Linked DNA regions of Hordeum vulgare: region 1 is linked to region 2. A link is a contact called in public Hi-C data. All regions are on one chromosome and are shown on one strand. The core of a region is the stretch at or near the end of the contact, and the rest is flanking DNA. Distances in the headings are between cores, read along the strand shown. Region 1 holds the start of LOC123398221 (WAT1-related protein At4g28040-like). Region 2 holds the start of LOC123398887 (very-long-chain aldehyde decarbonylase GL1-1).

Region 1 (2,768 bases), core at 235-2,734, 320 kb after region 2:
CAGCAGCACCGACACTCTAGCTAGCGACGACCAGCCTTCTCCGCGGCCGGCGGCGCAACTCCTTCCCCGCGCCGTCGCTCGCGGCACCACCGGCGCTCCAGCTAGCCACGGCCGCCCTCCTCGACGTCTTCGCTCTGTGCGCCGCCGACGGACGGCCTCCACTGCTTGCCCCAGCTGGCCGTCTTGCACGATAGGACCAGGACTGCCGTGACTTTGGACTGTCCTGTTTCAGACTTTCAGTTAGCAATAGACAGTGTCAAGAACTGAACTGGACTGAAATACATAGGAGTGGATAGTGATGCTTTATTATTTTTCTTCTGAATCTTACTCCCCGCTCCTACAAAATATTCCACTTCTTTTGTATGGAAGAATTTGATGAACGCTCTGAATAAAAAGTTGTGCTATTTGCAGCACTATTCTCACACTTGTGGCATTTGGTTTTGGCAACTTAACATAACAGAGCAATGGTGATCAGGATTAATCCAAATACATCAGTTGCCAACTCAAAATAGACAAATGCACAAGATTTGACAAATATGGCAATATATTTTCACCAATATCCAGATAGCAACATGAGGACATAAGCACCATGTATCAAAATCAAAAGATGGCTTCAGTGTTATGTTGTAATAATTAAATAACAATAATTAGCTGACATGCCCAGCTAACTAGCATTTAGCACCAACATGATACATTACTGTCGAAACTATGATGTACTAGCACCTTCGCCAAAATCCAATTGGCGAGCCGCTGGAGGTGTTGTGCTATCTTCATGAACCTCAAACAACAATCTTGTAAATTCTCCATGGATAGGTGGAATTAAGGCTGGTTGATAATGTCCTAATGGCATGGTTGTCTGTGGATTTGTATTATAAGCACAATCAACTTCAAAAGCTTCATCGCTAGGTGGAACAAGTACTGATCTCTAGGTGGTCAAAATCATTCCTTGGTGTGTTCCTCGCCCTTGGCTGACCGCTGGTTTCATCCAACGGAAAGTTTGGGTATTCCCGTGGTGATTGCTGTGCAGGTATGAAATCAGTCAAAAGAGAATTTCTGCAGCAGGGGTTGGGACGGTCCCAGGGGTTGTATGTCTGCAGATGTAAAATATACTTACCACCGGTGGAGGAGCGGTGGGCAGAGATTGATCCGGCGGAGAGGCTTCCATGTCTGTTCCTTGGCTGCCGTTTGCCGCACTACCCTCGTCTTTAAGGTCGATCGCCATCTTGGCGTTCCGTCACAGCGAGAGGAAAAGGGGCATGGAGATGAAACGCTCGCAGGTAGATGAACCGTTCAGGAATGATTTGATCTGATAAGAATAGGGATTTGATAGCTGAATTGAGGAATAAGTGAGCCCCGCTGCTTTGAGATTCGTTTCTGCCACGCGTCAAGCGCGACTTGGTCCAGCCATCAGGCATGGGCGACCCAGGTCATATAGGATTTCCGTCCCTAAAGAAACATGAAGAAGAAAATGCCGCTGACGACACTGTGCCAGCCAATTCAAGATAGGAGAGGAAAACTCGGGCACGAATGCCGCAGAAACCAATTGATTAGAAAGAAGGACAAGAGAACATGATCACTATGCATTATTTTAACGCGAAAGACTCAAGCCTGGTGACTCACGCATGCTCGCCGCATCGTCACCGCCGGCAGCCGCCAATTCTTTACCACCACGCAGAACCTGGTTTGTCCGCAAAGCACTCGCACATGGATGCTCCTACTTAGCTGGTGGCTGCCGAGAGTGAGGCGGGGGGGCATCCCTGGTCAGTGGTCGCTGCTGGCTCCCGGGATCTCGGGCGCGATGGCGGGCGGCGGCTGGCGGGCGTGGGCGGAGCGGCACAAGCCGTGCGTGGCCATGGTGCTGGTGCAGCTCTTCTACTCGCTGGTGGACATGGCGCTCAAGACGGCCTACGGGCTCGGCATGCGCCCCATCGTCTTCGTCGCCTACCGCCAGGGCATCGCCGCCGCCGCGCTCCTCCTCGCCTCGCTCGCCGCCAGGGGGCTCACGCTGCGCCCCATGGCCGTCGGCCCCCGTGCCTTCGCCCTCCTCTTCCTCGCCTCCCTCGCCAGGTGCGCGCCCCAAGTCTCGCCGCTTCCGTCTCTCAGTCATCAGGCTGCTCGATCCCGGCAGCGCCCCTTTGCTGTGCTGATGCGTGCCGGTCGACGTTGCAGCGCGACGGGGCAGTACTTCTACTTCATGGGGCTGCATCTCGCGTCGCCGTCCATGGCCCGGGCCACCACCAACCTCGCCCCCGGCATCACCTTCGCCATCGCCGCCGTCATCGGGTACTCAGCTCACTCAAAACTCCTCGATTTCGGCCCACCGGCGGAGTGACTCGAAACGCTTGACTGATGATGTGATGGATCCCATTCCCGCGCTTACTCAGGTTGGAGAAGGTGGACTTGAGGAGCTCAAGAAGCATCGCCAAGATCATCGGCACCGTCGTCTGCCTCGCCGGAGCAATGCTCATGGCGTTCTTCAAGGGCCCAAAGCTCCTCGGCGCCCTCCTTCTTCCGACAACCGATGACTGGGTGAAAGGAGGCATCTACCTCATGGGGAACGCCTTCTGTTTCTCCATCTGGTACATCTTGCAGGCAAGCATCGCAAGTTTATGTTAGATGATTTACTATCATTTTATGTTAGATGATGGACCCCAAGGAACTGCAGTAGAGCTGCTTGGTTTCTGACTGATCAAGTTCGCGGCGGTCATTTTCAGGTACCGGTCTGTGAATCCTACCTTGATCCATTGTCCTTGGCGACCTGGATGTGC
Region 2 (2,975 bases), core at 104-2,603:
ATGATGAATATTCAGTTGATCAGTTGTGAGGATCCAAGGAGAAATACTTGTACTGTGTGTGTTGTGTTGCGTTACGTACGTTGGGGTGTAGATGAGGTATCTGAGGAACGGGAGCGACCGGAAGAGGCCGCCGGGGAACAGCTCCACGTTGCAGTGGCCCATGGCCCTGAGGAAGTCGAACGCCAGCACGTAGGCGAAGGCCAGCCCCACCGAGCCCACACCCGCGGCGTACGCGCCGGCGAGCGGCAGCGCCATGAGCGCGCCCAGCACCATGTGCTCCAGCGGCGTCGCGAACCCGGCTGCACTCGTATATATCACCGATCGATGCACGCATGTGAGTTGAGAACTTGTGAGATAATCAAACCGGATACACGAAGTGTCTTTGGCCACGTATATACCTGTGAAGGGCGTGGGCACCTTGATGGAGTGGTGGGGCGCGTGGTAGCGGGCGAAGAGGTGGTCGCCGTGGAAGGCCCTGTGCGCCACGTAGAACAAGGGCTCGGTGGCGGCGACGTGGAGGACGGCGGCGACGGCGAAGCCGGCGGTGTTCCACCCCGGGAGGTGCCGCAGCGACGGGAAGGCGTAGAGCGCCGTGGACGCCATCAGTATCTGCAGTATCAGGAAGTTGTCCCTGCAAACACACACGCATGCATGCACGCGGCGGAGCTGAGTTTAATTATCATGCAGTTGCACTTGTGCCGGCCGGGCATGGGTAGCTAGGTAGTTGCGCTTACGTACCAGTCCCACTCCTTGTCGATCTGCTCGAAGTCGACGCCGTCGCGGACGATGCGGCGGCGGCGGGTGAGGAAGAGCATGTTGCTGTAGGAGCTCCAGAGCTGGTAGGTGAAGGCCCGGAGCGCGAAGAGCGCCAGCAGGAGGCAGAGCCAGTGGTCGGGGCTCGCCGGCTCCCACGCCCGGGACGCCAACGCCTTGCCCACCAGAGGCCCGTACAAGACATACTGCGTTCATGGGGGAAACACGACGACGCATGCAAACGCCGGCCAGGAGACGTCAGTGACATTCTGGATGCCAAGCAAACATTCATCGTCAACGGAACCACAGGAACGCATCGATCGTGCATACCTTGAAGAAGCCAAGGTTATCCCACGGCCATGAAGACAAGAACGCGGCACCCATGGCGCGCGCGCGCTAGCTCCTTCTCGCCGCCTTCCGTGCGTCCCCTCCGGCAGTGCACGTAGACCCGGCCGGGTTACTGTTGCATGCACGGCCTTTGATCCGAGAAACGAAGCTGCGGGCGGGAGGCGTGACGCCGGGATGAAGGGAGCACGGTACGGTTTCCCCGCAGGCTGCACCGCACGTCTGGTCTGGCTCGTCTGGGTACAAAGCTAGCGCCGCGTCGGCACGTTTATATACAGATGAAACTTGATCGACCGGGTAAGGTAAGGCAACTGGGCAGCATGGTTCGGACGGTCACCACCTCTGGTGCGTGCCGGCCCGGCCGGGCTAGCCATCTCTCCAACCAGACGGAGTTAATTGATAGGGATGCGGACGTGGACGGATAAATGTCGTGGGAGCGACATGCGTAGGTGATGGAATGGAAGTCAAGCCCCCCGGCCCGGGTCACGTCGCGTCACATGCGGTTGCATTGCGAGCCGGAAGCGCGCAGATTTCACGCGTCCATGTCAGGTGATGCGCTCGTCGGTTCGGTTTGTCCGCGATAGGAGGAGGAGGCACGGCGTCGGCGATTCCAGTCCATGCATCTTTCCGGTGGCGCTGGGCCGCCGAGTGATCACGTAGGGGGCGTTGCATGCAGCACTCGCCGGAGTTAATTCGGCACGCGTATTACGACCGACGGAGCGGTCGCGGAAGCCGGCCGGCGGGACCGCCAACTACCGGGCCCAAGCTTTCAGCACTGGTGGCTGCGGAGGCGGATCGACCTCCGGGGGCGACGACGATCGGTGGCCGCCGAGCGTTGCACTGGTTGGTTGGCCTCGCAAGGACGACGGGGTGGGACACGTCGGCCGGTAGATAGCCCAGCTGCCGGGTTTGGACAGGCCGCCAGCAAACTGCCTCCATCTTAATTGCCTGGTTTAGGCCGGCCGGGGAATCATCAATTTTCTTTTGGTTGAAGCTGTGCGTTGCACCACGCGCAGCAGACACACACACACACGTGTGCAATTCTTGACAATGGGTTTCATGGATATATAGACATATGGCTGGAGAGATCAAGAGGGGGGACAGGTTTGTGTCGACTTCTTAGCGTACTGGATCATCGCTGACTCGATCGATTCATGGGCTGCGCCATCTAATCTTGTGTACAGTAATCATTATGGACTTTCGTATAATGAAAATCTTCTCCTAGTACGTACTACTACAACCCTTCCTGCTTTCCTTAAGCATCAGCCACACTTTCACGTGTCATTAATTAGGAAGAAACACCTATCACGAGTACGTAGCAAACTAAAAGACATGCAACCCGACTTCGGGCTGGTCATAGTGAGGAGTATTATATAGTAGTATCATGCATATGATATTATCGTATAATACTATCTTCATAGTGCATAGTATCATAAACTAGTATCATAGATGATCTTATTTATTAACATACATGACATATAGTAGCATGACATTTAACATGTTACGGTATCTACCTATGTTACTCTAACCTTCTCTCTCTTCTTTAATTGTCTGCCACATCAACATGTTTGCTAGTCCCAAATACATGATACTATCGAAGTTACTTCCACTATGGCCAGCCTCAGTGTCGATCCAGCCGCACGGAGTGGCCTAGCGACCTTCTGTTGTCGATGTAATGTAATAAATAGAACGGCTAAAATGACGGCAATGCTGAAATGTCATCGGCAACAACTCGTGCGTCTACCAAAGGAGGTTAAAATATGGTGCATTGCTGTGCAACTGGAGGATTTCTTTTCCGGAGGAACCGCTAGATCCTACCCAGCCGCACTAGGACCCGAGTTGCACCAGCTAACTGGCAGATCATAAGTTACACACTA

Evidence for each region. A called contact is a pair of places that touch in the nucleus more often than the background predicts.
Region 1: a contact with region 2 is called in a Hi-C map of leaf, with 3 times the contacts expected there. The contact joins the promoter of LOC123398221 here to the promoter of LOC123398887 in region 2. A contact is called at or near these places in 3 of 6 Hi-C or Micro-C datasets (leaf and seedling) and 1 of 1 datasets of contacts at active chromatin or transcription factors (embryo).

The regions. Positions count from the first base shown.
Region 1 is chr5H:440,707,084-440,709,851 of MorexV3_pseudomolecules_assembly, forward strand. It overlaps LOC123398221 (WAT1-related protein At4g28040-like), which reads left to right and starts at 1,485. Exons shown (of 6, transcript XM_045092717.1): 1 at 1,485-2,067; 2 at 2,170-2,283; 3 at 2,385-2,592; 4 at 2,715-2,768. The coding sequence starts at 1,709.
Region 2 is chr5H:440,387,548-440,390,522 of MorexV3_pseudomolecules_assembly, forward strand. LOC123398887 (very-long-chain aldehyde decarbonylase GL1-1) reads right to left here and starts at 1,354. Exons shown (of 9, transcript XM_045093334.1): 1 at 1,084-1,354; 2 at 739-959; 3 at 399-631; 4 at 80-299. The coding sequence starts at 1,137.